7 separate regions of the Mus musculus genome follow, and regions 2, 3, 4, 5, 6 and 7 are each linked to region 1. The links are chromatin contacts, called in public promoter capture Hi-C maps. All regions are on one chromosome and are shown on one strand. The core of a region is the stretch at or near the end of the contact, and the rest is flanking DNA. Distances in the headings are between cores, read along the strand shown.

Region 1 (3,066 bases), core at 503-3,002:
CAGGGGTTGTTCTTAACTGCTAAGCCCCCCAGCCACCCATTAATGTTGAAATAAAATACTAATAAAAAAGCCTCCAGCAAGCCGGGCGTGGTGGCGCACGCCTTTAATCCCAGCACTCTGGAGGCAGAGGCAGAGGCAGGCGGATTTCTGAGTTCGAGGCCAGCCTGGTCTACAGAGTGAGTTCCAGGACAGCCAGGGCTACATGGAGAAACCCTGTCTCGAGAAACCCTGTCTCGAAAAACCAAAAAAAAAAAAAAAAAAAAAAAAAAGCCTCCAGCTTTTGCAAGGACTTGAGTCTGGCTGGGAGCTCCCCATGGCGCTGACTACAGTGGTCAGAAGCTGTAGCTCCAGTCTGATGCTCTCCTCTCTGGCTCCTCACTTGCATCTACTCCATCCCCAATAATTAAGGGAAACCTTGAAATTTCAAGGTCTTACTATGAATCCCAATCTGGCATGGAATTCTTAGTCCTCTTGTTTCAGGGTCTGCAGAGGTGGGTTACAGCCGTGCAACCTATATACCTTTTTTTCTGTGAGCGATTTTCTGTGGTTTTAAGTCTTACATGGGCTCAAGTTACTCCATATGAGAAATTATAAGTCCCACATTTATTTAGATATATATCATGTGCAAGTGACATTAATATTTTGAAGTCACAGTTTAATAAGAACTGTTTTCGTAAGATAATCCAAGGTTATTTGTGTTTTGAAGATGTGGATTCTTGAGATGTGGATACAGAAGTCAGCCCATAGTTACAGAAGAGGATATTCTAATGTGGGGTTATGTGGCTCAAAGCTTGAGTGCAACATCTTTTTTTTTTTTTGAGACAAGGTCTAGCTGGCCTGCCCCAACATCCAGAATGATGCAGTAACAGACCTGTTGCCATACCCTGCTTTGTGCTTGATCTTAACTAACTTGTTTTGGGTCTCTATAAGTAAGCATCTAGGAGCCTGGCAGTGGCAGGCCAGGCCTTTAATCCTATTGCTCAGAAGGCAGAAGCAGGCAGATCTCTGAGTTCAAGACAGCTTGGTCTACAGGGCGAGTTTCAGGACAGCCAGGGCTATACACAGAAACCCTGTCTCGAAAAACCAAAAAAAAAAAAAAAGTCAGGCTGGTAAGATGGCTCAGCGGTTAAGAACACTAACTGCTCTTCCAGAGGTCCTGAGTTCAAGTCCCAGCAATCACATGGTGGCTCACTACCATCTATAAGGGGATCTGATGCCCTCTTCTGGCCTGCAGATCAGAGCACTCATACATTAAGTTAAAAAAAAAAAAAAAAAAAAAAAGAAAGAAAAAAAGAAAGTCTAGGACAGTGTTTCTCAGTCTACCTAATGTGACTCTTTAATACAGTTCCTCATGTGGTGATCCCCCAAACATAAAATTATTTTCGTTGTCACTTCATAACTAATTTTGCTATTCTTATGAATCATAATGTAAATATCTGAATTTTCCGATGATCTTAGGCAACCCCTGTGAGAGGTTCCCAAGTGAAGAACCGCTGGTCTAGGAACTAGGAAGGCAGGAAAGAGAAGAATAAAACAAGATCAAAGCATATGTAAATAAAGCCCTTTGATTGCCGGGAAGTAATCACTGGGCCTTCGGGGAAAGCCTACTTGTTGGTGTCCTACTGCGCATGTGTAATGCTACCCCCCCCTCCGCCCCCCCAGCTCAGAACGGGGCTCTTAAAAAAAATAAATAAATAAAAAGTTAACGTGACGGGTGCCTAAAGTACGCAGGCGCGCTGCCTTGAGCCTGCCTGCCTCCTAGTTCCTGCGCTTGCGGTCTGATGTTTTCTGAGGCCATTCCCTTGGTCTACTACGTCAGTTCCTGTTTGTGGCTGGAAAAGGCGGTATTTCCGGCCAGCGGGTGGGAGGGGGCTGTGAGTGGGGGCTGGGGGCTGGGGGGAGGGGGCGGGGGGGCCCGCGCTGCGCGAGCCGTTGGGCCTGACTCCGAGAAGGCGTCGCCGCCGCCAGCACTGCCGCCGTTGCTGCCGCCAGTTCATAAATAAGGAGCGGGAACGAGCTCAGCGTGGCGATGGGCGGGGGTAGAGCCCGGCCGGAGAGGCTGGGCGGCCGCCGGTGACAGGTGAGTACGCCAGCGCGTGTCCCCAAGCGCCCTCCCCTCCGCGATGGTCGCGTCCTGGCCCCCCGTGGGGCCTCGCTGGGCCGTACCACCCGTGCCCGCCTGGCGGGGACCACGGACCTGGAGGCTCCCCCCCTCTTCCGGAACGGAGTGGGGGCGCCTGCTGCGGGGCTGGGGGGGACAAACCCAGAGGGACGCGGGGCGGGTGCCGTGGTCCATACCACTGCGGCGGCGGGGGGAGCTCTCTCTGAGTGTGCGGGCTGGGGGCTGCCCTCGGGGACATCGGGGGAGACAGCTCCTTCTCTGTGGTGCCAGCCTGTCCAGCTTTTGAGGCGCTCACCGTGTCAAGTGCCGCTTGGGTGCTTTGGGAGCCGTTCCTATAGTGCACTTAGAGGGATGGGAGCTTCTGGAGAGGGGTCTGGGCCCAGGGTGGCCGTGTTGGGGCAGTCAGGGTAGTACCACCTAGACACGAGAGAGCAGTCTTTGTACTTAGAGGAGAACAGGGTCGGGTGGAGGGCTGTGATGTTTATCATCTTTGAGGCACAGGGTGCTGGGAGGCCCGAGTGAGTGTTAAGGGGCGTACTTTTAGGGGTGTGATACTGAGTGGGCGAGGAGCGCTTTTCTCTTCCTGTAATATGCAGGGGTGGGCGTTTACACTCAGCTCACCCTTTCTTGAACTTCTTTATGACTTTGGGGAAAACGGGATCGTTACTGGGCTGCTTTTTATCATGGGGTTGTCCACTCACCACTCCAGAACCCTCTCAGATTATTTCTCTTTAAGGTGTGTGGGACATCCTTTGGCAAGTTCTTTGCTTCCGGGGGTGGAGATGTGTTTTAGAAGTCACTGAAGTTTTCTGATCTCTAGTCTGGCTCCCTACTAGGAAAGGGAGGGGCTATCGGGCTTGGATAAGGAGAAGTGCCTCTGGACCTGCCTGTCACCTTTTGGGCGGAAGGTGTGTTTTAAGGGACAGCTCTCTAGAGCGAAGTGG
Region 2 (2,947 bases), core at 334-2,833, 2.3 Mb before region 1:
TCCCCCAACCCCCATAGAGTAAAATTTTTCATCATCCCTCTTGGTAACAACTGGTCACATGGTAAAAAGTTTACACTCAGAGTTTTCCATGCATTTATTTTTTTCTTCTCAGTTTGTATGTTTTAATTTGTTTAGAATTTTTCTTCCGTTTTTTTAATTTTCTTTCTTTCTTTCTTTCTTTTTTTTTTTTTTTTTTTTTTTTTTTGAGACAGTCTCCCTATGGTATAGACCAGACTGGCTTGGAATTTGGAGCAATCCACCAGTCTGTTTCCCAAGTACTGGGGTTAATTGCATGTACCATGTCTTACTCCAGGAATTTCATTTATTTGCTATTTTGGGAATGTGATTCAGGACCTTACACATAAGCTAGGCAAACATATTACCACTGAGCTACATCTCCAGCCAGAAAGCTTTTTGTTCATACTTTCCTTTTCCTTCTCTTTTCTTTTTTCTTTTTCTTTCTTTTTTCTTTCTTTCTTTCTTTCTTTCTTTCTTTCTTTCTTTCTTTCTTTCTTTCTTTCTTTTTTTTTTTTAAGACAGAGTTTCTCTGTGCAGCCCTGGCTGTCCTGGAACTCACTCTGTAGACCAGGCTGGCCTCAAACTCAGAAATCCGCCTGCCTCTGCCTCACATGTGCTGGGATTAAAGGCGTGCGCCACCACTGCCTGGCTTTTTTTTTTTTCCCCCATTTTTAAAACAGATTCTCACTTATGTGGTCCTGACTGTTCTGGAATTTAATGCAGAGACCAGTCTGGCCTTGAATTCACAAAGAATTGCCTGTCCCCCTACCCCGCAGATGTGTCTAGCCAGAAAGCTTTTGAAATGGCATTTTGAGCAGCAGTGAATGAATTTTCTGCAGTGGAGGGTGAAGGATAAAGCTAGGAATATTTGTTGGAGTCTGATGCTGGAAGACCTTCCCAGGACTCTCAGTTGCCCTATGGGAAATGACAGAATTAATAGCAGCATGGGTGGGGGTGGGGGGCATCAAACTACACTAAGGGATAAGAGGCCCAGTGATTTGTCCTAGGTCTTCTGGTAGGGACATGACAAAGCCAGCCCTGGCAGCTAGAGCACTGGCTCCTCCATATCTCACCTTTGTCTCAAGCAGCTGGGGTTCACACCCTAGGGGTGGGGCAGGCAGTCAGGAGTGATTGTTTTGTTAGAAGGTTTTACTGTGTGTGTGTATGTGTGTGTCCCAGAACAATGTCTCATCTTCTGTGTGTCTATGGGCACAAGGTTTGCCAAATCTAGAGAATGGGTAATAATAGAATAATTTGGGGTCAAAACTGGGGATCAGTGGTCAGGACAGAGCTCGGTTTTCTCGGTTAAATCCTGGAGTCTGCAGTCCAAAGAAGACCCTTGCTTGCGGGAATGTGAGTTCAGTTTAGGACACACGCATCCTGAGGTTTCTTTGAGACGCCTGTAGAAGAGGATCACAGCTGGGGTGAGGTGACAAGAGAATGTTCTCTCTCAGGTGGGAAGAGTAGGAGACAGTTTAGTCCATCCCGGAGGAGGGGGCGGAGACCGCTGCGTCCAGCGGCCCCTTTAATCGGGGGCGCGCGCTGGCCAGCCCGCGCGCTCTCGCCTCCGTCACCGGGCCGGAGCGGGAGCCGGAGCCGAGCCGAGGCCAGAGCGGGAGGAATGGAGCCCTCCCGCGCGCCCGTGCTGCGCCGCCTGCTGCCGCCGCTACTGCTCTTGCTGCTGCCACTGTACCCCCGCACCCGGGCCAAGTACGTGCGGGGCAACCTCAGCTCCAAAGAGGTGAGCACACCGAGCCATCTCCTAGCGTTCCCTGGCCCGCGGGACCCAAGAGGGGATGATGCCGCCCCGCCCCCTGCGCCCCTCCCGGGCCGGGGCGTGAGGAATGGGGGCCCGGACCAGGGAGAAGGCTGTGGGTTGGGGGTTGCATGGTGGCTGTCGAGGCCAGCCTGGGTGGGGAGGGTCGGTAGGCAGAGTCAGAGTTACGGGGAACAGAGCTGCACCATGGTGGTGCTGAAGGGACAGCACCCCTCACTCCACCAAGTGGAGGTTGCCTGGCCTGCTCAGGACCAGCAAGGAAGGTTTGGGAGATTGCCCAGGATGTCATGATGGCATGGTTTGTGGGACCACCTTGGGGCTGCTCTCTCTCTCTCTCTCTCTCTCTCTCTCTCTCTCTCTCTCTCTCTCTCTCTCTCTCTCTCTCTCTCTCTCTCTCTCTCTCTCAGCATGTGTGTGCATGTGTGTGTGTAACTGGGGGAATGCAGCTGAGAAAGAGTCCAGGACAGATGGTGGTGGGGATGTGCACCTGGCCATCCCTGGTCTTTTTCAGTGTGTCTGGAAGATGGGGAGGAGGAGGACGGGGGTGGGGGGGAAAGAAACTTGAGGGACATCTGAGGGAGAAAACCAGGGCAGCAGAAAATCGGACACACAGCAAAAGGATCTGGAAAGAATTCTGGAGGTGACTTAGCTGCTTTGTGGTGTTTGGGAAGCTAAGTGGCTTTGGGTAGAGAAGAAAAGTTGAGGGTCTGTGGGTAGGGTCAAGCTGAGTTCTTGAAGGACTCAGATCTCACTGGATTCTTTTTGCCAGGATTGGGTGTTCCTGACAAGATTTTGTTTCCTTTCGGATTATGGACGACTGGACTTCCGATTCCGATACCCCGAGGTGAGTCTCCCTAGCCACTCTCCTTAGCTGAGGCTGGACACTCCCTTGGCCCTCCTTGGCAAAAGCTCTCCAACTGCTATAAACACCCCAACCGCCAAATCTCTGGGTCTTCAGGCTAAGTGCTGTCAGAACATCCTCCTCTACTTTGACGACCCATCCCAGTGGCCAGCGGTGTACAAGGCAAGGGACAAGGTGAGAGCTGTGAAGAGTGGGTATGTGAGGGGTGTCCAGGGACAGAAGGCCACAGCCATTCAGAGGGTGACCATGCCTCTGCCTTGCCCTAGGACTGTTTGGCCAAGGAGTCGGTG
Region 3 (2,894 bases), core at 99-2,598, 2.4 Mb before region 1:
TGAGTAGCAGCAAGCCTAGTTGCCACTCTTAGGGACCCACTCCCTTTAGGAAACTTACCAACAAAGGCAATTTGCAAGGGGGACAGTGAGGGATATTTTGAAAAATACTACCACATGGCTATTTATTTTTTCAGAGCCAGTACCAGCCACTTCAAAACCATATTTTATAAGAGGTGTGACCTGTGCCCCCCCACTCCATTTTTGCTAAAGAACCCTGCTCCCTCACCTTGTTTTAAAAGAAAACTGACAATGAGCTTTCTTAGAAGCCTGTGTTTATTCCCAAGCTATTCTTATCTATAAACAATAGTGATTATTTACTGCCATCATCGAGGACTGACTACAAGTCTAAACGTTTTCAGTGGGTTAGGTGATAATGTCAGGCCGTATGGTTTAAACCTGGCCCTTTTCTGTGGAAACATTAATAATTCTGAATCGGTGTTTCTAAAGGATATCCTATCCAAATCACCAATTTTGATGGGAAGGAAACGAATAGCCCCCTTTTCATACAGGATAGTGACAGAAATCATATTCTTGTCTCTTAGGGGACAACAATCCTAGATCAAATTGGCAAGTAACTATGACCTCTGATCCTAGTCTCCTGTGGATGGCAACGTCGTCAAGTACTCGAGACCTTGATAACTGGAAGAATAGGACCTGTGACCTCTGTTTCTTGGGTGTTGGTAATTCTGAATCTAAACTCCAAGTGATGGTAAACCCTCAAACTCCTTTATCTCGGAGACAGAAAGCTCCGATCCTGGCTTAAAGCAGCACGGTGACCTCGAGCTTCTCTCTGGGTACATGAAAGAATCTGGTTGCCGTTTGATGCGCTTGGGAAACCCAGATCACCACCCCACAGGGCGCCCCTAAGTACTCACGGCCCAGCTTCACTCCCGGCGGCGGGAAGCTAGTGCCCGCGCCGGGGCCACCGCTGCCTCCTCCGCCGCTGCCGCTGGGGCCACCCCCGGAGCTCGAGGCTCCCACGCCCCCACCCATAGCCCCGACTGACGCTTTCCCGCCGCCAGTGCCTCCTGGGCCAGAGGCCGAGCCCCCGGGGCCGCCGCCACCACCTCCGCCTCCGCCTCCTGGCTCCGCGAACGAGCTGGTCCGCGCCCGGCCCGAGCCCCCAGGGCCGCCTCCCGAAGGCCCGCCGCCGCTCATGGCGCCGAGCGCAGGCCCAGGCCGCGGGGCTCGGGCTGCCTGGGCTGCCCCCGCCGCTGCCTCTGCCGCCGCCTCCCCTGGGCTCCGGCCTCTTCCAGGCCGCGCCGTTCGGGCTCCGGCTCCGGCCCAGCGCCCGCCGCGGGGCACGCCGGGAGATGAAGTCCCTCTGCCGTCGGCTTCGTTGTCACCACCCTCGACCCGCACAGCACTCTGGGAAATGGAGTTCTCAAACCCTCAGAGTAGCTGACTGCTGGGGGCGGGGTGTGACGGCTCGCGCTGCACACCGGGAAATAGAGTCCTGGCTAATGTCACCCGACTCTGCCAAAAGCTAACTTGGAAGCACTTTGAAAAACACAGTCAGAGCCACACACTCACTACACAGAGGAAAAAGCAAGTCCCTTAGAGTATCTCAGAAACGAAATCTTAGCCACTCCAATACTGAGCAGCATCCAAGAATGATGCACGCCGGGAAATGGAGTCCAGCCACCCACCCAATCTGTGGGCCATCGGTGACTTCCTGCACCGCGTGCATTCTGGGAAATCGAGTCCGCACCCGTGAATACTTAGTACTCTGGCTGTGAAGCACACTGGGAAATGGAGTCATCACCACGCCCTCACCGCATTGCAGGTGTAGAATGGTTGATAAAGCACTATAGGAAATGAAGTCTCAGATGCTCCTCAAACCTTAAGTAGATACTGTAACTGGAAGGAACTGATAGGAAGTAGAATAGGCATCGCGCTCTCTCAGGCCAGCTAGCAGCGTCGCAGTTCCTTCCGGGAAATGTAGTCGACACCAAGAGTTATGCGCGTCGCTTCAATGAGCCTGGTGTCTTCTGGGAAATGAAGTTCAATATTGCCTCACCATTGACGAGGCTGATGAGAGCTACCAGCAACCAGAAGCATGCTGGGAATAATCCACAGTAGACTCTGACTCTTCGTGAAGCTAGGCTCTGGGGCTTCGTGGGAGCTGTAGTCCAAAGGGAGTACTGTGGCTGAGAGTGTAGGTGAAAGGTTAAGGACAATTGTTCCCAAGGGAGACTATAATGTGTTACAATGTCTTCTCTGATCCCTAGGTCTAAGACCTAAACCGATAAGTGAGTGCTAGAAAAAGTAGTCCCAAGCAACCACATATAGAGAAGAGAATAACGTCTCCTTACATTCTCAACGGATTTAGTACAGTAAACAGTCCCGACTATGCCTCAGAACATTTGTTTTCCGATAGTCTACCTTTTTCCCTAGCAATATGGTTAGGACCAAGAAGATGAGCTGCAGGATTTAAAAAAAGAGAGAATTTCTGTCCTGAACCCCCAATTTTTTGCGTCTATCCTCTTCCTAGATTACAGGATTCTAGATAATCTGAATGAAGGGAGCCGACTACACGAAGGAGTTTCAGCTTTCTTGAGTATGTCGAGTCTCCTGTTAATCAATTAATACCCGGGAAAAGTCGCACCAAAGTAGGAAACTGGGGGCTGGGGGGGGGGCGCAGAGACAGAGGTCAAAATGCTGTCAGCTCTCGTGCCTCAGAAACGGAGTCTGTGCTCTACTTTACTCGCAGCCTGTGTTCGTCCTAATTGTTGGGGCTTTTCTGAAGCCTACAGTACTGTCTGCTCAGTCATTTCCCTATTGCAATTCTCAGTGGACACGGAATGGAGACAGAAGGTACTGCTAGCGCTTCTAAAGACTACGTTATCCAGAAGGCAACGCACGGGTACTTCCGCCCTCTTCGCAAAGCCTGC
Region 4 (2,974 bases), core at 139-2,638, 2.2 Mb after region 1:
TTAATACGGTACAATGAAGCAAAGATCAGCAAAGACTTGAAACCAGCAAAGCAATGCAAAGCTAGCTATACACTAGTCACTGTGGGTTGACTCCTATTTATACTCTCTCCAAATATCACATGGGTCTGCATCACCTGACATTTCCTTAAACTTCCACTTCAGGGTACACTACAGGAATGCAGTCACAGGATGGGCCAGAATTTTCAACAGGAGGAAAACAAGCCACATCTTGACAAAAGTAAAGGGATGTCAGGAAATCATAAGCTACAGGACAGAACTCGGGAATTAAAAAAAAAAAAAAGTGTGACACACACTAGGCTCTTGTAGATGCATATTCAACCATTTCAGAGATCATTTTGGCCCAACAGCCATAGCACCTATCAAGAAATCAGAGAAGCCTAGGGGCTTCCTATGCAATGGAAACACCAGACAAAAGTAGGGTGACTGTAGATAAGGACAGAGTCTACCCCCAGGATGTGACACAAGTCCCCTTGGCTGGAGTCACAAAGGTACAAAGTTGCCTCACCTATAGTGACTCTCCAATTAATCCCACACCACGGGGACACAAAAGCTATGGGTGCCTCAAACGAAAATACAATCCACCCCACACGGAAGCCTTAACAGGGAGAGCCAATCACAGTCACTGTTGCCCCCACCCTCACCTTACCTCTACCGAAATTAGAAAAGGTCCACTGGGAAGCAGTCACACCTCAGTCGGTCACCTCACACGCTCCCAAAGTTAGGCAAATGCTCACAAACACAAAAGCCCAGGGACCTCACACTCGAGGGACCTCACACTGGTAAAAAAAAAAAAAAAGCATGGCACAAAACGGTCACACAGACTCCAGCCACACACACAATGGATGCGATCATACTCACCAATCAAGGAATCCTCTCTGCCTCCATATCCCCTAGACTACCACCCAGACACATGATAACAATTCTACACAGCTCCGGATCTCCCGGAGTCAGCTTCATTGCACTGCACAGGATGGTGCATCCAAACCCTTGGCACCAAAGGCGTCTCATTATCCCTAAAGTTCTCCCCAAACCTGTCAGGAGTACCCTGCCCACTCCTTAAAAAAGGCTCCCAGGAGAGGGAAATACAACGCCTGGAAATGTCAGGGGCTGAAAGCTGTGGCCTGAACAACAGATACAAAGTGTTCGGCTATTCGTCGGAATCGTGAGGAAATCCCAGCGGTGAAAGACTTCATAGACCTAGATCAGGCTCCTCGACCCAGCACTATCTCAGCACTGCGAGTTTCCAGGGAACCGAGGTATTCTGGGAAATGTAGTTCAAGGCCGTGCTGGTGACCGGAGGCGCATGGCTCGAGTAGGCTGAGTCATCCAATCCCCAGGCGGAAATCTGTCTAAGGAGGCTGTTCCGAATTCGACTTCCTGCTGGAAGTTGGGGCCACAGACCGGAATGTAGGACCCCAGCGCTAAGACCAACCCAGCATTGGCAGTCTGACCAAGAGGAAGCCTCGTCCTGTAGGTGCAAGAGTACGCAATGACAGCCCTGAGCGTGTGTGAGAGAAAGCATAGGGAGGTTAGATTGCATGCGCGGCTGGATCTGGGAGGAGTTGGACGGCAGAGAAACTGCGAGGTAAGGAAAATGAGCGTGAGCAAGAGTTGGGCTCGAGCTGTGGCGCTTTGTGAGTGGAGCGAGCTGTTGTGGGGAGGAGACATTGTATGCGGATCGAATGGTTCTTGGGGATTGGGTCTCGACTGGATGGATCCCTGTACAGGAGTGGCTGAGATTATAGAGATAGCGGAAGCTTCCTAAATCTCATTTTCTTTTCAAATTACGATTAGTAAGTGCGGTCTTCTGGAGTGTCTGTGGGAGGGAAAATGTATAGCTGATAATAACTAATTAGCATTGTTATTTTTCTGTAAGTTAATTGTGCGGCGTAGGCAATCTACAGGCAATATAGCCGACTTTTTATTTTTAACACAGTGTTTTGTCAGTCGGGGTGGTTTTTTTTTGGGGGGGGGCGTTATTAACGCTCAGGGTACCCCAAGCAGACATCGTCCCTTCTCTAGAGAGTTCCTGAGGAGACACAGGTAAGGTTTGATTTTGAGGCTGGCTTGCAATTCTCTTTATAACCAAGGTTGACCTGAACTCCAGATCCTCTTGTCAAGTGGTTTCTGTTGGTTTGTTGTTTAGACAGGATCTTGCTGTTTAGCCCTGGTCACCCTTCAGAGGCCGTCCTCCTGACTTTCAAGGTCTGGGATAACAGGTGTGAACTACCATGCCCTGCTCCAGAAGGTGATAAACGGAAGTTTATTACAGAGAGCAGCATCACCATGATTAAAACAAGCTGCACACAGTACTTAAGAGCCAGTGGGACACAGCCATAGAGGTGTGTGTCCATATCAGCCAGAGTCAGTGGACACAGCCACAGCGGTGTGTGTTCATATCAGCCAGAGTCAGTGGACACAGCCGCAGCGGTGTGTGTCCATATCAGCCAGAGTCAGTGGACACAGCCGCAGCGGTGTGTGTCCATATCAGCCAGAGTCAGTGGACACAGCCACAGCGGTTTGTGTCCAGATCAGCCAGAGTCAGTGGACACAGCCGCAGCGGTGTGTGTCTATATCAGCCAGAGTCAGTGGACACGGCCACAGCGGTGTGTGTCCATAGCATCCAGAGTCAGTGGACACAGCCGCAACGGTGTGTGTCCAGATCAGCCAGATTTAGAAGGTAAATGTCATCTCATTTCTTTATCTGAATTAAATAGAAACCTCAGTACCATAAGCCTGCCCCATTCCCTTTCTGTTTTTGAGACAGGGCCTCTCTATGTAGCCCTGACTAGCCTAGGACTTACTATTTAAATACATACTCATAGTGAACTCAAAGATTCATCTGCCAATGCTGATATTTCAGTTGTGGGCCACCATGCCTGGCATGCATGTATATATGTACACATATATGTATACATATATATGTATCTATATGTGTGTATATACACACACA
Region 5 (2,715 bases), core at 4-2,503, 2.3 Mb after region 1:
GTTTCTTCTGGATGGACGCAAGCCACTGCTATGGCTGATTCGTGAATATTGCTTACAAGTGAGTCGAGCTACCACTGCTGATTCCTGTGAATTGAACTGCCTGCTGCTATCCTGACAACAAAGACTGGGATTGCCCCAAAGAACTATTTCTAAACAGCCCACATCCTCCTCTGCCCTATTAACCTTTCCTTTCCACTGCCTCTGGTGGGTGGTAGGCTAGAAGGGAGGTTAAAGCATTTAAGCACACTTAAGTTGGTTTTGAAAAATACAAGCTTACTGGAAAAAAAAATATATATATATATATGAATGAGAGAGACAGAGTCTTTCTGTGTAACCCTGAGTATCCTAGACTTTGTTCTATAGACCAGACTGGCCTCAAATTCAGAGATTCACCTAACTCTGCCTCTGGGAGGAAAAAATACTTTTGTTTTTTCAAGACAGAGTTTCTCTGTATTGCCCTGGCTCTCCTAGAACTTGCTCTGTAGACCAGACTGGCCTTGAATTTAGAGATCTGCTGGCCTCTGCCTCCCAAGTGTTAGGATCAAAGGAGTGTGTCAGCCCTGCCTGGCTGAAAAAAAGAAAAAAACACTTTTAATTAGAGGCTTGCAGACAGTTTCAGAGGGTGAGTCTGTGGTCAACATGGTAGGAAATATGGCATCAGGCAGGCTCTGCCCTAGAGCAAGTAGGTGAGAACTCACATCTGATTCTAAGGCCTCACTTGGGCTTGAACCCTCAAAGCCCACCTACAGAGGTACACCCCTGCAACAAGGCCACATCTCCTAACTGAGAACCAACATCCAAATATATGAGCCTGTGGGGGCCATTCTCCTTCAAACCAATGAAGTGGAAACTTAAGGGTTCTTTGAAAGTCGTTTGGAAGTGGATACAGGTGAAAGATAACACAGATCATCATGAGCAACTAGTCAATTATTCCAGAAATATGTAGTGACCCTTCACAAACAAACTACAGTGGCTGAATCTCTGTTGAGCAACCCCACATGTGGTATAAAATCTCATTACCACAGGTATAAATCACCTCACAAATATTGCGATTGGGGGGAGAGAGGGAGGAAAGAGGAGCGGTTTGGAAGGAGAGAGGGGGAAGGGAGGGGAGAGGTGGAAGGGAAAGAGGGAGGGGTGAGAGAGAAGGTGGAGGGGAGGGAGGGGGGGGCAGGCATTGGCCCCAGCCATTGGACTACATTTCCCAGAGCCACCGGGAGCAGAACGCCGTTTCCGTTTCCTGGCGAGAGTTCGGGGTACTTGCGTCACGAGAGGGTTGTGTCTGGAGGATCTCCTAAGCATCCCATAGAGCAGGCTGCCTGTAGTGGAGCCCGGCGCAGGAGGCGGGACCCTGAGCTTCCCTCGGAGGTGAGCGTGCTGAGGAACGTCTGGAGGACGTGTCTGTGGCATTAGGTGGCGGTGTCTCCCGTGTATACGCCACAAGCCTGTGCTTTTGGAGCCTGTTGCGACCCTTGGTTTGTGGTTGGCGTGCTGTGTGTGAATGAGTTGTGACACACAAGGGTGTGTGTGATTGTTGCTTATCTCACTAGAGATGTTTCTGGGACTGATGGTGTCGGCCCACGTGTATGGTGGAGAAACGGTGCTGTTATAGCGAGGTATTTAGATGTTTATGTCACTCTGAGGTTGTTGATGTACCTGGTATCCTGTGCATAACTGGCTTGCCTCGGAAGACATGTGTGATAGTGTCACTGAGATTACGATTGCTTGTTTCCGTCGCCTGTGACTTTTATAGTGTTCTCCCATTTGGGTGACTGTGTGAGTGCGTGTGTATGAATGTATGCGTGTGTGTTTATGTGTGTACGTGTGTGTATGTGTGTGACTGTAGGATGCTGTGTGCTGTACTCATGATTGTAAAGAAAGTAGAAGTTCACCCTTGTAAAAGAATGTCGCTGACAGTATTTGTCCCTGACAGAATGTTTGGTTATTGTACATGCTTGGGTCCTATATACGAGTTAGTGCTCCAACGGTGTAGCTCTGACAGTGTAAATTGTGACACTAGCAATGTGACTGTGGAAATTTTCTTGTTTCTACCTGTGATCCTTCCCTGATGTGGTAGGGTACAACGGTGAAATTTTGTTGGAATTCATGGGGGGTCCCCACCATGAATCTACCAAAGGATCCTGAGTTGCTTGTGACTTTGTCTCTCCCCAATTACTCCCAGAATGTAAAGACTTAACCCCTCTGTGGGGACGGAGGAAGAGGTTGTCTCTAATTCAGAGTATATGGCAAGAACAACATAGCATCTCATTTAACTTTTTTATTCTCAAAGTACAACACAGAAGAGGAAAAATGGCCATTGTCCATCTAGAAGGGAAGTTTGAGGTAAGCAGATATTTGTCTCCTCAACAGCCTTTATCATGTCAGAAAACGATCTTTGTTTTACTTTATTGTTGTTTTTGTGACTGTCTCCTACCCAAGTCTTCTCTTATAATGGAGGAACAAGGCAATTTATTTATTCCTATTTACTTATTTTTGAGGCAGGTCTCTGCCTGGTTTGAACCTCTTTATGTAGTACACACTGGCCTTGAAATCATAAAGACCCATCGTCCTCTTCCTTCCAAGTTCTGGGTTAAAGGCATGCATTAACTCAATGGCATTTGATGTTTATATTTTGAGAGTAATGAAAATGTGTAATTTGTAATAGATGTTTTCCAATACTGGATACATTTATAAAGAATGGATTTGATGCTCAAA
Region 6 (2,784 bases), core at 69-2,568, 2.3 Mb after region 1:
GGTCTACAAAGTGAGTTCTAGGACACCCAGGGCTATAAAGAGAAACCCTGTCTCAAAAAACCAAACCAAACAAACAAACAATGCTTGCTTATACTGCTCTGCCTAGGACCGGAGTTCTGTTCCCAGCTCACAAATCTGTCTGTAACCCTAGGTGATGTAACATCCCTTTCTGACCTTTACAGGCAAATACAGGAAAAACAAGCCAGCGATGGTGGCACACTCCTTTAATCCCAGCACTAGGGAGGTAGAGGCAGGCAGAGATTTCTGAGTTCGAGGCCAGCCTGGTCCACAGAGTGAGTTCCAGGACAGCCAAGGGCTACACTCTGTCTCAAAAGACAGAGAGAGAGCGAGAAGAATTGTAAACAAACGCTTCTATTTCCTTTATTAAAATCAACTAATTTAGAGATTACTGTAACAACCACAAACGTGTGACTAGATATACAAACTCATACACATAACTCATAAAATAGAATATTGTGCAGCTAAGAAAGGAAATATTTATATAGAAATGAGTCCCATAAACACCAAAGTAAAACGGTGTACCCAGTGTATGATGAAGCTTGCCTTTGGTCCAAGCATTTGTGAGACAGAGACAGACTGATCTACGTGAGTTTAGTGCAAACCAAGTCTGCATAGTGACTTGCAAGTCCGCCTAGAGTGAGACCCAGACTCAAAATAAATAAAAATTCGAAGAGAATTTTTTTCACTACGTTATAACAGAACCCTATACCTATTCGGGAACAACCACTCGTTTACAATTCTTCCTAAATCTGATAGATTTTAATAACTAATATTCATTCTTTTTTTTTATATGCCACCTAAATGGATCATATAAATCCTATGCTGAGCCTCGCCAACAGAAAAGGGTAAAACGGAGAATCTGTCGTCATCCTGAAAATTCCTACAGTGAGTTACAAGGCCCAGAAATGTCCAGACTCAGGGTGTGGTATCTCAGAAATCATTTCAACAACTTTGTTCCAGGAGACCAGTGCCACGCAGTTCCTTTTTTAGACTACATTTCCCAGAAATACACGCGACTCTACACAACTTCCGGTGCAAACCTACTCCAAAAACATACAGTGATTCTCTGAGATTGGCCCCCTATCATGGAAGGGGCTCAATGCATTGTAAGAGTTTCTGTCCGAGTTTGTATATCTGTCTAGGAATTTCACGCACAAAATTGAAAATGCGGAACGAGCTCCTCGGCCTGCCTCAGGCCGTGCTCTGGCGGGAAATCCGAGAATGGATGCCATCTTCCCCGCCAGTTCCAATCGCGGACTACATTTCCCAGAAGCGTTCGCGAGTGCTAGGCAGCCCCTTCTTTTGCCTGCGGGACCCTCGTCGTCCGGGGACGGGAAAGTGTACGGCGAGCGGCCTATAGGCCCTTGTTAAGGCTCCAAAGCTGCGGCCCTGGGGTCTGAAGGGAAATACCAGTCAGTATCTGAGATGTCAGGTCAGTGGGAGCTGGTCTAGCAGGATGAGCAGCAGTGAGGCTTTGGCTCTGTTTAAGTGTGACCTTAAGTGACTCTAGGACGCAGTGAGTGCGTGGCTGTGATTTTTAGGATTCTTTGGTGGGTGTGTCAATGACCTGTGAACATGCGCAGAGCTGTGTGTGTACGTATGCACGTTTTCTTTATTATATGTGATTAATAACTTTGTGGCAGTGTGTGTGATTGTGTCCCAATGTGTTTGGACCTATTGTGTGTAACGGTATAGCACCTGTGTATGAGGGATATATCAGATAGCCAGTAATTATGCTTCCAAGAGTGTTAATCAGAGGGGGACTGTCTGTATGTTTGTATACTATGTGTATTGGGTACCTGTGACTGTGAGGATGTTTGAGTGTGATTATGTAACTTTATGTGATACCATGAGCATGGTTGGATGTAGCTGATCTTTGTTACTTTGTGGGTTCCTTTATTCACCGACCCTTTATACCCCCCCCCCCCCCCCACACACACACACACAACACCACCCTCCTGCTAGATAGGAGCGAAAGAAAAATAGATGGGGGAGAGAGAGAAAAAGAGAGAGAGATCCTTGACTCTAATTTGTTTCTTCTTTGATCATGACTGCTAACAAACCTTACCATACTCCCTGAACAACCACCAATCCAATCCTGCTTGTCTGGACCCTAGCATTTATGTATCCTCTGAAAAGTCCTCAAAATTTCAAATGCCACACAGTTGCAGAAACTATCTGCCACTGGCAAACCCATACCTATGCTAGAGCACAGGTAAATGAGCTGCTTTGAGGTAGCCCCATATTCCCACACGCACCCCACACGCACCTGGAATTAAAGCAGAGACATACTCTCAGAATATTTCTGTGGGTTTTTTTTTCAATTTTTTTTTATTATTCCTGTGGTTTTTAATGAAACCAAAATTCCAGAATTCTCACTACAATTGGAAGATGGCATGTAATTGTCAAGCTGACAGTATGTGTGTCTTAGGGGCTGTTATGTTCTGTTGAATGTGTATTGTGTATTGATTGTGTAAAATTTCATGAGGGCAACTGGAAGTGATTATAACTGTTGTGTGACTCCGCCGTGAGTCTCCTGTTGTGCCCGTTTGTAGCACTGTGGTTTTATGTGGTGTTGTATTTAAGGGTTCTATAAATGTGGTTGTGATTTCATCCTCAGGATGGATGTGTGACTGTGACTATCCAACCATACATTGTTGTGCTGTCATTTGGGTAGGGTGTGCTTGTGAGGATATATGTGGTTCCATGGTGGGTGACTGACAGCAGCTGTGGGTTTGTAGATTTGGTGTGCCTCTGACTGCC
Region 7 (2,891 bases), core at 71-2,570, 2.4 Mb after region 1:
TTAATAATAGGTATAGCTATTCTTTTCTCCAATGGAGACAATATAGGGATCTATTTTCAAATGACAAGTCGTCATTAAGCAAGTACTTCCAGAGGCATTCAGATGTTGGGGTCATGGGGTGTGCAAATAATGAGGAAAGGACCAAGAAAGTCGGAAATAAACCACAAGTAAACTTTATACCCTCCCCCCGTCCCGTTCCCTCCCCCCCCCCCCCCCCCCCGGGAAAACACTTCTAACTGGTTAGGGTCACAAGTCAGCTTCGACCTTTGACAAAGGGAGAGAGCAGTCTCCTTTCTCCTTTTGAAGCATAAAGGCAGGAGCAGAGGTTCAGGGAACAATAAAGAAGGAATTTGTAAATTGAGGGTTAGTTCTGGAGCCCAGGGTGTGGCAGGTAGGAGGATGTTCATTCAGGCTCAAGGCTATTCTAAGACAGAGGTCTTATCTCAGCCTTTAGGGAGCTCGCCCAGGCCTGGTGGTTTTACTGCAGCTTGAAAGAAAGTAAGGCTTGCGGGCATGCAGTAAGATGGGGGCGGCCGTCCAATACCTGGGATCACTCTGGGCTCGGCACAAAGGAAAGCCCGGCTCTTTGTGGTTTGTAGTGCATTCTTTGCCTCTTTTGGGTAACTGACCTGGCAATGGGTAAAACTGGGAGTAGACATAAAAAAATTGTGACCCTCCAGGTCTTTCTTGGCCAGGCCAGAGATCATTACCAGCCTTGTCCCCATTATCCATCCTGCGTAGAGAATGGAGATTAGGAGAGAACTGGCACCCTGACCAATTTGCGAATCTAAACCTCACCTCAGAGATTGTTCCCAGGAGCAGAGTTCTGAAGTCACAACCACTCGGGTGACAGGAGCCCCATGGTTACATGCAAGATGCCACATAGAGGTAGGCACAGTCTTACACTTAAGCCACAACTCCACAACGACCAGACATTTCATGTCCTCATAGAAAAGCTATCAGAATGTATTACAAACAACCACAAAAACTATTCCAGGGCACTGCGTCCGCCCAGTCGCAAGGCTCCTGCCGAGAGGCTGGACAGGCCACTAGCCTTTCTGGGAAATGTAGTCCACAAAGGGACAGCCACCTAGCGCCCCCAGCGCCTCCTCTGGTTGTTCCGGAAAAGACCGTCCCCGCAGCTGCTCACGTCCAGCGCTGCTTCGCCGGCGGCGTCACCGTCTCGCCGCGCTAATGGGCTCAGCCACCTCGGCGCCTTCGGCCATGACTCCTGTCCCTAGCACAGGAAACGCCAGCCGAGCTCTGACCGGAAGTTGGGTCGGGCCGCGGGTCCTTCTGGGAGCACCTGTGCTCTGGGACATAACGGGCGCGCGCTGCCGCCCGAGTGGAGGGGCTGGCCGTGCGTGGCCCGCATGCCGCGTCTCTGAGGTTGCGTCTCGGGAGGTTTTGGCTGGTGGCGCTGCGGGGACCTCTCCACGGGAGAGGCACGGGTGGTCCGGTTTGCGCCGGCCGTGGGCTTCGGGCTGGGCGCGGGCTCTCGGGGGGCTCGGAGTATCCCGGGTCACAGCTTTGCGGAGAGCTCCGGGCCAGAAGGCGGGACTCAAGCCTGTTCGGAGCTGCAACCAAAAACCTGGTAAGAGTTTGTGCTACTCTGGAGATTTGGAGGGGGTGTGGTTGTGCGAGAGCGAGTGTCCTGTCGTGGCCATGTTTGGTGGTAAGGGGTTGAGTAAGGGTGTGGTGAGTGTGGGGATGGCGTGGCGTGTGCAATTGTACCGCGGAGTTCTTAGGTGTGTAGCATTTGGCGTAACTCGTAACTACGGGGAAAAAAAATCTGTACTTTCTAATGATTTCCCCCTCCTCATTGCCGCCCTTTCAACACTTTCTTCTCTAACTTTTTTCAGTTTTTCTTTCTATTATTACCTAATGGCTTGCTTGGCTTATTTAATTTTTAAAAAAATCTTTTCTTTTCTCTCCTTTCCTTTTCCTTTTTCTTTTTTTCTTTTTCTTTTCTTTTCTTTTCTTTTCTTTTCTTTTCTCTTCTTTCTTTCTTTTACCTTTGTAGTGTTGAATTTAAATCTAACGCTTCAATCACACCAGGCAAAAACTGTACCAATGAGCTACATTCCCAGCCCTGAAGTTAGTTTAATAATGGCTGAAAAAAATTCCTAAGCTCAATAGCAAACCAACTGGGATTCCTTCAGTTCACGTTGTTAGCAGATTCATTGCATTTAGCTGATCCAGGCTGTATTTGGTTGAAATTCAGATCTGCTCTCTGTTTGTTGTTTTCTGGTGCTCAAGTTAAAAAGAACTGATTCCAAACATATTTTCTTTTCACGGTGGATTATGGGAGCACAGGGGAGATCATGCAAAGACTCTAAAAAACCTCTGCTTCAAATGTGTCCATATTTAGCCAAAGAAAAGTTGTGTGGGTAAGCTTGTAGTCTATTAAAATAACTATTTGCCACATTAAGAAATCTCTAGAAATACTTTTATACTGGGTGTTACCGTTTAGTGCAAGTGCTCTTTGATGATAGTGTGCTCTTGTTTGCACTCTCTTGTGTGCACTCTCTAGCTCTGCTCTCTAGCTTGCTCACTAGCTCTCTCTCTCTCAAATTACATTTGTCACAAATTTTATATTCCAAACCCTTTGTCTTTATGTTTCAGGTTTCTCATGAGCAACATATCAGCTGAGTGTTTTTTAAACTCATTTGTCTGGCCTGACTGTTAATAGGTGAGTTTAATTCTGCTGTATTATCATACTACTGAAAACACGTTTTTATTGTTTATATTTACCTTGTTTCGGTACCCCCCTCACTGGCTTGGTTTCTGTTCTTGTCTGTGTGTACTTAGCAAAACCTCAAACTTAAACAAGACATTTACATGCTTGTACACCAAACTAGCTAGCCATCTCTTTCTGTCATCCTTGAGTA

Evidence for each region. Promoter capture Hi-C pulls out the DNA fragments that hold promoters and counts their contacts.
Region 2: a contact with region 1 is called in a promoter capture Hi-C map of hippocampal neurons, with 3 times the contacts expected there. The contact joins the promoter of Tmem145 here to the promoter of Akt2 in region 1. A contact is called at or near these places in 4 of 39 promoter capture datasets (cranial neural crest, hippocampal neurons, liver and 1 more) and 1 of 115 datasets of contacts at active chromatin or transcription factors (astrocytes).
Region 3: a promoter capture Hi-C map of liver shows a contact between it and region 1, with 2.9 times the contacts expected there. The contact joins the promoter of Gsk3a here to the promoter of Akt2 in region 1. A contact is called at or near these places in 5 of 39 promoter capture datasets (the C10 cell line, cranial neural crest, hippocampal neurons and 2 more).
Region 4: a contact with region 1 is called in a promoter capture Hi-C map of liver, with 3 times the contacts expected there. The contact joins the promoter of Zfp790 here to the promoter of Akt2 in region 1. A contact is called at or near these places in 4 of 39 promoter capture datasets (hippocampal neurons, liver and neutrophils).
Region 5: a promoter capture Hi-C map of liver shows a contact between it and region 1, with 4 times the contacts expected there. The contact joins the promoter of Zfp420 here to the promoter of Akt2 in region 1. A contact is called at or near these places in 1 of 39 promoter capture datasets (liver) and 1 of 115 datasets of contacts at active chromatin or transcription factors (astrocytes).
Region 6: a contact with region 1 is called in a promoter capture Hi-C map of liver, with 6 times the contacts expected there. The contact joins the promoter of Zfp383 here to the promoter of Akt2 in region 1. A contact is called at or near these places in 2 of 39 promoter capture datasets (both in liver).
Region 7: a promoter capture Hi-C map of liver shows a contact between it and region 1, with 4 times the contacts expected there. The contact joins the promoter of Zfp568 here to the promoter of Akt2 in region 1. A contact is called at or near these places in 3 of 39 promoter capture datasets (hippocampal neurons and liver).

What each region holds. Positions count from the first base shown.
Region 1 is chr7:27,589,800-27,592,865 of GRCm38.p6, forward strand. Akt2 (thymoma viral proto-oncogene 2) reads left to right here and starts at 1,753. Exons shown (of 14, transcript NM_001110208.2): 1 at 1,753-2,080.
Region 2 is chr7:25,304,525-25,307,471 of GRCm38.p6, forward strand. Tmem145 (transmembrane protein 145) reads left to right here and starts at 1,584. Exons shown (of 15, transcript NM_183311.2): 1 at 1,584-1,759; 2 at 2,565-2,639; 3 at 2,754-2,831; 4 at 2,924-2,947. The coding sequence starts at 1,640.
Region 3 is chr7:25,236,503-25,239,396 of GRCm38.p6, forward strand. Gsk3a (glycogen synthase kinase 3 alpha) reads right to left here and starts at 1,349. Exons shown (of 11, transcript NM_001031667.1): 1 at 876-1,349. The coding sequence starts at 1,158.
Region 4 is chr7:29,814,684-29,817,657 of GRCm38.p6, forward strand. Zfp790 (zinc finger protein 790) reads left to right here and starts at 1,389. Exons shown (of 5, transcript NM_146185.2): 1 at 1,389-1,606.
Region 5 is chr7:29,858,726-29,861,440 of GRCm38.p6, forward strand. Zfp420 (zinc finger protein 420) reads left to right here and starts at 1,254. Exons shown (of 4, transcript NM_172740.2): 1 at 1,254-1,368; 2 at 2,291-2,343.
Region 6 is chr7:29,907,199-29,909,982 of GRCm38.p6, forward strand. Zfp383 (zinc finger protein 383) reads left to right here and starts at 1,319. Exons shown (of 5, transcript NM_001243908.1): 1 at 1,319-1,453. The coding sequence starts at 1,447.
Region 7 is chr7:29,982,635-29,985,525 of GRCm38.p6, forward strand. Zfp568 (zinc finger protein 568) reads left to right here and starts at 1,321. Exons shown (of 10, transcript NM_001167872.1): 1 at 1,321-1,594; 2 at 2,626-2,692. Gm31735 (a long non-coding RNA gene) reads right to left here and starts at 887. Exons shown (of 2, transcript XR_001778074.2): 1 at 799-887.